Regions from separate parts of the Mus musculus genome. Here regions 2 and 3 are each linked to region 1. A link is a contact called in public promoter capture Hi-C data. All regions are on one chromosome and are shown on one strand. The core of a region is the stretch at or near the end of the contact, and the rest is flanking DNA. Distances in the headings are between cores, read along the strand shown. Region 1 holds the start of Chst14 (carbohydrate sulfotransferase 14). Region 2 holds the start of Ankrd63 (ankyrin repeat domain 63). Region 3 holds the start of Plcb2 (phospholipase C, beta 2).

Region 1 (3,144 bases), core at 200-2,699:
TGGAAGAAAAGTGGTGATGAGATCAGAGCTTTCATCCCCATGACATGGGTAGGCTATCCCATGGTATGGACAGCCATCAGTGTGCTGCCCACGAGAGTTCTAAGAGGTGTCACTTTACAGACAAATGGAGCAGGCAATCCCACCACCAGAAATCTATACACTGCCTAGAAAGGGACAGCAGTGTAGTGAAGGGTCAGAAGTGGCCTGAGATGCACCCAGCATCCAACTTTAAAGCCACTGAACCTCCCAGTTCAGACATTTACCCCATGTTTTCTGTGTGGCTCTCTGAACAACAACAACACACACACACACACACACACACACACACACGTCACTTTATCCCTCAGACCCCCTCATCTGCCTAATCAGCTTCATAGTCTCACCATTCCCACCCAGTCCTTTCATCATCCTCTGGGCATAACCTGTACCAAAGTCAATTCTTCGTCCTCCCATCTAATGTGCTGTCATGACTAGGAATTGGGTCTGAAAGTCAGCCTTGGCTAGCCAGTGAAACCCATACCTAAACAACAACAACAACAAAACCTTCAGTCACAGCTACCCCAGAGTCCATACAATGTGAACAGCCACAGAATCTACTGTCAAGTGGCTGATGACTATAGGAAATAGTTAAAAACAAACAACAACAACAACAACAAAAAAACGTGATTTGTTCCCCAGTTCTGTTGTCTTAAGCCTTGTTGGGGCCCCACACGAAGTCAAGCTGTAGTGCTTAGGGACTAGTTGTATGCTGCTGTTCAAAGTACTCTGACCAATCTGTTGCCACTGGGTACATCTTGGCTCCAAGCAAAGAGGCCTTTCTGTGGTTGCTGCGTTGTACTTGTAGGTTGTCCTGAAGTATATATTGGCCATACGTGGTCCCGAGGTACTTGTCCATAGCCTCCGACCAGAGTGTCCCAGTTAGCCTACTGCTTCAGACTTGGCAGGGGAGATTCCTTTTACAGACAGATCAGCATTGCTCAGTAGATAAGCACTAGTCCCTAGGAATTACTAAAGCAAAATGTCACCATGGAGACATTAGCCAGAGCTTGACAGAGTGGCCCTGCCCTGGGCTGGGACTGGTACAAGCGGCTAAGGACCATGCTTCCGGTCAGGACAGATCTCCTTTATGTCTAGACCGACTGAGTGGTGGGTTGTCCTGCATTCAGGTCACAGCTGGAGGGACAGCGGTTCCAGAGCAGTTTAAAGCAGGATGGAGGGTGCAAATCTTAAATGGAGCACCAAGAGGACACGTGTTAAAGAGACACGGGATCTCAGTAGCTCCTGCTTTCCAGGTCTCATTTTGTCTGGAGTGGCCCAGGCTCATGAGTTCTCTCCCGGGCTAGGGTCCGCCTGCGGCCTCCCGCAACTAGCTCCTAGGACTCGGGCACCCGCCCCTCTCCCCGCCCCACAACGTGGGCCCGCCCTCGCGCCTGTATCAGGGAGGGGCGGGGAGAGAAGAGCGGCCGGGCGGGACATCCGGCCCTGGTCCCTGCCTGCACCCCGGGAGCTGGCCACCCACTATCCCTCCCCTCCCGAGACCTCCAGCCCCTGCTGCAGTCACCTCCCCTGCAGCCTCGAGGTCGGCGAGGTCTGGCCGCAGCACCATGTTTCCCCGCCCTCTGACCCCACTGGCTGCCCCGAAAAGCGCGGAGACCCTGGGCCGCACGCCAAGGCGGGCCCCATTGGGCCGGGCCCGGGCTGGGCTCGGGGGGCCGCCCCTGCTGCTGCCGTCCATGCTGATGTTCGCTGTAATCGTGGCCTCCAGCGGACTGCTGCTCATGATCGAGCGAGGCATCCTATCGGAGATGAAACCCCTTCCCCTGCACCCTCCCAGCCACAAAGGCGCGGCCTGGAGCGGGACAGATCCTAAGCCTAGAGGCCTATCCTTGGATGCTGGGGACTCGGACTTGCAAGTGAGGGAGGACATCCGAAACCGGACCTTGAGGGCCGTGTGCGGACAACCAGGCATGCCCCGGGACCCCTGGGACTTGCCGGTGGGACAGCGGCGCACCCTGCTGCGCCACATTCTCGTAAGTGACCGCTACCGCTTCCTCTACTGCTATGTCCCCAAAGTGGCCTGCTCTAACTGGAAACGTGTGCTGAAGGTGCTGGCTGGCATCCTGAACAACGTGGATGTCCGCCTCAAGATGGACCACCGCAGTGACTTGGTGTTTCTGGCAGACCTGCGGCCTGAGGAGATTCGCTACCGTCTGCAGCACTACTTCAAGTTCCTGTTTGTGCGAGACCCCTTGGAACGCCTCCTGTCTGCTTACCGTAACAAGTTTGGAGAGATCCGAGAGTACCAGCAGCGATATGGGGCCGAAATTGTCAGGCGCTACAGGGCTGGAGCTGGCCCCAGCCCTGCAGGGGACGATGTCACCTTCCCAGAGTTCCTGAGATACCTGGTGGATGAGGATCCTGAACATATGAATGAGCATTGGATGCCTGTGTACCACCTGTGCCAACCATGTGCTGTGCACTACGACTTCGTGGGTTCCTATGAGAGGCTGGAGGCTGATGCCAACCAGGTGCTGGAGTGGGTGCGGGCCCCACCCCATGTCCGGTTCCCAGCTCGCCAGGCCTGGTACCGGCCAGCCAGCCCAGAAAGTCTGCATTACCACTTGTGCAATGTTCCACGGGCCCTGCTTCAAGATGTGCTACCTAAGTATATCCTGGACTTCTCCCTCTTTGCTTACCCACTGCCCAATGTCACCAAGGAAGCCTGTCACCAATGACAGTAGGCCAGCACCTTTTGGAGTTTGGGTTTAATGATATCAGCTTTGGGATGTCTTTCAGAGAAACTCCTGGCTCTGGGTGGCTTCCTGGTTTCTCTAGGTGTCTCCATATCTCAGTGGTAAGGACTGTCCTTGGAGGTCCTTGTCCACAGTGGCTCAGAGGACAGAGCTAGAAAGGAGGCCTGCTGCTTTCACTGGTGAACTGCCTCTCTTAGGGGCCTGTGGTATCCGTGTCTGCAGGGCACCAGTGGTTATTAAAGCCATATGTTTGATCGAAAGACTGACTTCAGCCCCCTGGCTGCTGGGTCTATGCAGTCCACCTGGTCTGTTGTAATTTAACCTGTGGCCAAATCCCAAATATGACACTAGCCAAGCACATGATCATGCCTAGGACCAATGGCTGTGACCC
Region 2 (3,144 bases), core at 472-2,971, 220 kb before region 1:
TACAGGGCGCGACCTTCGTGCTCCTTACCGCTGAGCCTGCAGTACCACAGCCTCTGTGCCCGCCTGCCAAGGCTTTGGCCCAGGCACTGAGAAAGGCAGAGCGTTGTTCTCTAATTCTGGGCCACTCTCAGGCCCTGAAGCCTCCCCGACCAGGCTGGGGATGTCTGGAGCTGTGGACCGTCGGCGCAAACCCAGGCGGCCAGAGCCGGGGCAGCCCTCGGGATGAGGACTAAGGCCGACCGGGGCTTGCATTAAGGCCAGTGGCGCTCCCTCCAGCACCTCCTGCGAACGCCACCGCCCACTCCCCGAAGACTGGGGTGAGTTTGGTCGAGCCATCAGAGCTCCTGCCCTAAGGCGTGCTGTCTCCTCCTCGGTCATGGTACCCAGAGCTAGGCTCATGCTCCGGCCCAACTCTGGTCTCTCATTGCCTTGTGCCCTATAACGGACCGAGCCCTTGCCAGCAGAGGCAAGCTCGCCTCCGTGGCCGTGGCCATGGCCGTGACCGTGACCGTGGCCGCCGGCAGCTCGCGCAAACCGTGCCAAAAGAGGGCGCGGTAAACGACGGGGACTGGGTCGTCGCCGCTCTGGGCTGGGCGCCGGGGCAGGGTGGCCAGGGGGACTGTCGGAGTTGGAACCCCGGGCCGCTGCCGCAGCGGCTGCCCGACCCCAAGGCCCGGTGAGGGCTTGCACACAGGTCCCGTGGCCGCGGGAGGCAGCCAGCTGCAGTGCGGTGAGGCCCGCCCGGTTGGTGCGGTCAAGGCGTAAGCCCAGGCGGCGGAAAGAGCGCACCAAGAACTCCAGCACCGCCCCGTGGCCGCACGCCGCCGCCCACATCACCGGGCTGTTGCCCGCCGAGTCCGTCGCCTCCGGATCGCCGCTGAACTGCACCAGGAGCTGCACGGCGTCTAAGTGGCCTCGCTCGCAGGCCAGGCTGAGTGCAGTGCGGCCCCGCTCGTCCCGCAGGTTCACGGCTGCACCTTGCTCCAGCAGCAGTCGCACGAAGCGCGAGCGCATCGCGGGGTCCGGCAGCCCCACGGCCACCATAAGCGGCGTCCGGCCCTGCTCTGCGCGGCAGTCGATGATGCTGCGGTCCAGCGCGTCCAGCACGAAACGGGCCAAGTGCACTTTGCCGGCCTGCATGGCCTCAAGGAAGGTGCGCGTCCCCGCTCGGGGACACAGGTCCTTGGGCTTGAGCATGGCTCCGGCCGCCGCGCCCCGGAAGTCCGACGCACGGGGGCGCCCCTGTTCCCTCACCCCACGGGGCTACGGCCCCGGCCCGGACACCGGTACCGCTCTTTCCAAGCGGCGTGTAGGTGGCTGCAACCAAGTGTCCTGCAGTTCCCGCTCAGGTCTCCCTACCGCTCGGCTGCCTCGCCGCTCCCAGGGCGTCTTGCTTTTCCTCCCTGGCCCCCCACGCCTGGAGGTGTGGGCTGCTGGCTGCTTCGACTCCCGCTCAAGCTCCAAGCTCGGCCTCCTCAACTCTTGGGCCCTCTTCCCTGTATCCGACGCCCCTTGGTCCCTCGTGGCTTGGAGCAACGCCACTCACCCGCACCCCGGGCAGCCCCTGCTCCCCTGTTGAGCGGGTGGCTCCCGCCTGGCGCGCCTGCCTCCTGCCTCGGCGGGGAGCGCCGCTCCTCCAGCTCCCAGAGCCTCTCCCCGCCTCCTCCTTTCTTGCGGGGGCCGGGACGCTTGCTTTTTTACTTGGGGGGCTCGGCGGCTCCTGAGGTGCCCGACGCCTAGATACCTGGCTTTATAGCTTCAGGGGTCTCCATGGCAATGGCTGCTCTGGAAGCAGACTGCACCTTCGGGGCAGAGACGGACAGGGCAAGGGAGACCGCCCCTGACCCCCACCCCTTCGTGGGCCACGAAGTTGGGGAGCGGCTCCTCCTCCGCGCTCCCCTGGGAATGCGGCGGCGGTTGCGGGGCGGGGGTGGAGGCTGCTCGCCGGGGGCCACATGCACCCGGCGGGGCCAATCCTAAAGTCTCAGTCATCTTTCCCCGCCCCCCGCCTCCGCCGGAATCGGTAGCCTCCGCTGCTTAGAAACTGGCGGGAGCTCCTGCCATCGGTTTTAGGTTAAAGGGACTGGGACCCCACGAGGACAGGACTGGACAGTGCACCAGCTTGAGGTGGGCAAGAGACAGAGGAAAAGTAATTTGGGGTATGAGGCATTTGTGCTCCGGACTGAGGGCGCTCAGTCTGGCTGATAACTGCCATCTAAAGTGCAGCGAATCACAGCCACACACAATTGTGCCTCCCGCACGCGCTCACTCAGAGAAGGGCGGGGGTGCATTCTCCAATCTCAGACGTCTCCAAACCTGACAGCGCGCCCGCGTGCCAGCTCCACGGTTGATCGGTCGCTGTGGAGCAAGTTGACTTAGACACTGGCCGCTCTGACCCAGGGCAGGTGCCTTAGGACCCGAGAGTATGCAGGCATTTGGACTTCCCAGGCACTACCTCCTATCTCCTCAAAGATGGGCTAGTTAGGGTCTAGGAAAGGACAAAAGACACAAGCAAGAATTCCCTGACAGGGCTGGGTTCTCTTGAGCACAAAACCATCTTTAGGCCACAGAGCGCTAGACCTGGCCCCTACAGAAAGGAGACAGCCTGAGATTTTTTTTTTTTTTCAATCAGATGTGTGGAAAACCTACTTCCTTTGGACAATCAGCTCATGGGCGCTAGAGACGGGGAATACTGAAGGCCTAGCAGAGTCTTACAATGAGTGCCCCACAAGCTCCCAGGACTAGAGAAAGGGCTTGAGAATAGTTGAAATGGAGTTTATTTGTAGAATAAGTGAAGAGCTAGGGACTTTTCGCAGCTGGTCGAGTATTTGCCCAGTATACACGAAACGATTGGTTTGATTCATTCCCAGGATGAAGCCAGGTGTGGTGCTATAAGCTAACAACCCAGCACTTGAGAGATGGAGGCAGGAGGCTCAGAAGTTCCAAGATCATCCTCAGCTACAGTTAGGTTGAGGCCAGCCTGGGCTACATGAGACCCTATGGTTGTGTTTCCAGCAATGGGAAACACAGATGCACAAACTGAATGAATGAGACTTGTCTTCTCAGTCAGGAAGACGAACCCAGGACTGAGAACATCTGCTAAATGCAAACTCAAAACAGCCATTGGATGGAAGGACAAATGAT
Region 3 (3,144 bases), core at 353-2,852, 200 kb before region 1:
AACCTGGTTCATAGGTCATGTGTCCCATGCCTGGGCTTGGGACATTCTTGCTCATGCAAGTCAGAGTTCAGGGACCACACAGCACTCTGGGTTGGGGAAGGGAATTGGTCAACCAGACACACAGGTTGGAGAAAGAATCACATGCCTTATCCCTGATGACCTACAGCCCCCCTCAGGTTATACAGGCTTCCCAGAGGAACTGAGAGAGTCACTTCACTTTTCATTGTGAGTCATTTTCCTCCTTCCATAGACTCTGAGACACGCCACATCACCACCATGTCACCAGCATGCCACCACCATGCCACACCAACCAAAACTTCTAGAGACCAACTTCTAGAGAAACAGAAAGCATTTCATGCCAGGGCCCCATCCCCACAGTTTTGACAGCCAGATGCCTTAACGTAACAAAGCCCTGAAGGGTCTAGCTTCAGACTCCCCTCAGTTCATAGAGAAACTAGACTAGCCAATCCAGGGAGCTGAAGTAATTGTAGGTGACCTCCTAAATGTCATGCGCTGTTGAGAACATCAGGCCTTCCTGAGGCCAGGCTAGAGCACTCTTAAGGAGGCCTATCCCTCTCTGAGTGACAGTTCTCATTTTATTCTTCTTAGACCAAAAGATTCTATGGTTAGTGGCTGTGTCTTCAGCCCAGAAGGACCAGAGACGAGTTAGGAAGGCGCAGACTCTGGGCTGGGGTGCAGATGGTCTTCCCTCCCCGGCCGGATGACAGGTTGGCAGGTAATAGAAGGCTGAGCTGAGCTGAGCCACCATGGGGGAAGCAGAAGTCAGTAAGTTCCTTCTCAGACCCCAGTCTTTGAGCCTCCCGTTTTCAACTGGATCCACGGCCCTTTTGTAACTCTTGCCACAGTAGTAGCTTGAGATAGAATATGGCTTCCCTGGGACAGGACACAGTTTGTTCTGCACACTGGGATGGTGCAGCTGGTTATGGGCCTCCTGCCAGAGCAAATTTGGGGTGTCCGTGCTGGGAAGAGGACCTGACTGACCTCTCTTCCTGATCTCAGCTGAGGTGGGAGGAGAGGGACATGCATTCCCCCTACCAACACTGAAGTTACTAGAAACAAACCTTTATCATCTTCGGGGATTTGAAAAGGGCAAATCAGGTCCAAAGATTTCTGACTCTGACTCCCCCCCACACACACACACAAACACACATAGCCCCCTCTCTTATTCCCAAACACAGAGGCTTCCTTCCCTACAGCAGCCAGGAGCACCCACCCTCACCCCAGACTTGTTTATCTAGATAGACTGTTGTGACAGACACATAGGCGCCTGGGTGCTGGGAAGACATAAACCAACCCTCCGTTCTGCAAAGCTCCCAAGCAGCCCAGCCCCCACCGTCCCGGGGGCTGGGGATTTGAGGGGGGGGAGGCGAACCCTACTCACATCGTCCCACTTGATGAAGCGCTCCCCTTGGCTCAGATATGCCTTCACGTTAGGGGGCAATAGAACAGGGTTGAGCAAAGACATGATGTCAAGTGTCCCTCTTTGGAGAGGTTGGGCAAACCTCTCCAGGGGACAGGAGAAGAGAAGGAAGAAGGGTGAACAGGAGAGGAAGCTTAGGCTAGGCTCACATGGCACCCGCCCAGTACTGGTCCGGAAGTCGGGTGCTCTTATAGCCTGCGGGGTGGCAGTAGCTGGATGCAGGACTCAGAGCTTCAGGCCAGGGCCCAGTTGATCTGCCTTGTAAATCAGCCTCCTCCTCCTCCTCCTCCTGAAGCCGGGGGCTGCAGTAGCTGTTTTGCCCAAGGGGGCTGAGCTCCCCTCCTGGGAGTTCCTCCCCCACCCCCTGCCTCAGCACTTCCTGCTCTGGGCTTCCTTCTCTGGGCTGCTGTGAACTGAGGGGCGGGCTATGAGATCTAGAAATGTTGGGGCCAGGACCCCGTTACAAAGACAGGCTTTACTCAGATTTACACACCCCCCCCCCCCGCCAATGGAAGAAAGTGATATATCATGGAGGGGGGTGGGAGATACCATTCCTGAGCCTTGGGCTGAGGCAAGAACACAAACAGTTCTTTAGGAAAAGGGTCCTCCACAGAGCAGGGGTTCTGTCCTCAGAGGGCGGGATCTGGAAGTGGGAGTCAGGGATGGGCCGGGTCCCAGCTGGCACTGAGTGTTTTGAATAAGCAAAGTCTCTCGGACACCCAGCTCCTCTTTCTCAGTGCTTCCTCCCCATGAAAATGAGAGCCAGGTGAGGCAGTATGCCTCTCACCCATGACACTTCTCTGCATCTTTGAACCTTTCAATGAATACCTAAAAACTCCACTGCCCAGCAGCTGCCTCACAGCCTAAGAGGCCCTTTGCTGCCGCCAGCACTGGAGTGTTCCTTCATGCACTGTGTTGCCTCACACACAGATCCTGGAGGAGAGAGGTTCTGAGAGGCAGACCAGAGCCTGCTCTAGCCCCCTGTTCAGGGTTTAGCCCACTCTAACCCAGTTCGGTTCTAGGTGTTGTGATCCTTACATCGTCCATATCTATCCCAGAGGCTCAGTTCCAGCCCAGCTCAGGCCCCAGTCACTTCCTCTTACCTAATAATGCACTCTTATCAAATGGCTTAGCACCGTTGGGGAGGCTAGAAGCTTAACCCATGATTTCCTTCCCCTCTGAGGCCCTGGCCTTCTGCAACAGGTCCCATCAGGGGTCTGTGTGCCACCCCTGACAACTGTGAACTACCCTCTCCAGGCCCTGGAACTACTGGCTAGGAGCCAGTGCATGAGAGTAGGGGCGGGCAAGAGAGAACAGGTTTAGATGAACAGGTTAGTTAGGGTTAGTGAGAATCAAAAGGTAAACTGTGGGTCTCTGGCACTAGAGGGATGGGGTCAGGAGTTCAAGACTAGGCTACAAGAGAGCCTGCCCACCTCCCACCCCACCCCCAATAAAAGTAGTGAACTTCTCAAAGAAAGCTAGCTTAGAAATTAATTGTCCCCAGAAAAGCAATTCTAAGACCAGATCTGAATGAACGGCCTGGAAACCGGCTCCCAAACTCCTGCAGGTGACAGGTGTTCCAACCCCTCCCTCAGTGTCTCTCCTCAAGCCCTGCCTTCAGCCTTGGATCTCCCTGGGAGACTCCTGGGAGCCCCTGCACATCTGGCTGTCTCTGTGGGATCAGGTTTCCTGTCTGTTTGAAT

Evidence for each region. Promoter capture Hi-C pulls out the DNA fragments that hold promoters and counts their contacts.
Region 2: a contact with region 1 is called in a promoter capture Hi-C map of embryonic stem cells. The contact joins the promoter of Ankrd63 here to the promoter of Chst14 in region 1. A contact is called at or near these places in 11 of 39 promoter capture datasets (the 3T3-L1 cell line, the C10 cell line, the HPC-7 cell line and 7 more), 1 of 484 Hi-C or Micro-C datasets (embryonic stem cells), 7 of 115 datasets of contacts at active chromatin or transcription factors (embryonic stem cells, epiblast stem cells, memory CD8 T cells and 2 more) and 2 of 9 other capture datasets (adipose tissue and liver).
Region 3: a contact with region 1 is called in a promoter capture Hi-C map of embryonic stem cells. The contact joins the promoter of Plcb2 here to the promoter of Chst14 in region 1. A contact is called at or near these places in 6 of 39 promoter capture datasets (the C10 cell line, the HPC-7 cell line, embryonic stem cells and 2 more), 4 of 115 datasets of contacts at active chromatin or transcription factors (embryonic stem cells, epiblast stem cells, memory CD8 T cells and 1 more) and 3 of 9 other capture datasets (adipose tissue, macrophages and pancreatic islet).

The regions. Positions count from the first base shown.
Region 1 is chr2:118,925,048-118,928,191 of GRCm38.p6, forward strand. It overlaps Chst14 (carbohydrate sulfotransferase 14), which reads left to right and starts at 1,450. Exons shown (of 1, transcript NM_028117.3): 1 at 1,450-3,144. The coding sequence starts at 1,605. The coding sequence ends at 2,735.
Region 2 is chr2:118,702,242-118,705,385 of GRCm38.p6, forward strand. It overlaps Ankrd63 (ankyrin repeat domain 63), which reads right to left and starts at 1,722. Exons shown (of 1, transcript NM_001081971.1): 1 at 1-1,722. The coding sequence starts at 1,197. The coding sequence ends at 25. It also overlaps a transcript of Plcb2 not described here.
Region 3 is chr2:118,726,836-118,729,979 of GRCm38.p6, forward strand. Plcb2 (phospholipase C, beta 2) reads right to left here and starts at 1,603. Exons shown (of 32, transcript NM_177568.2): 1 at 1,403-1,603. The coding sequence starts at 1,486.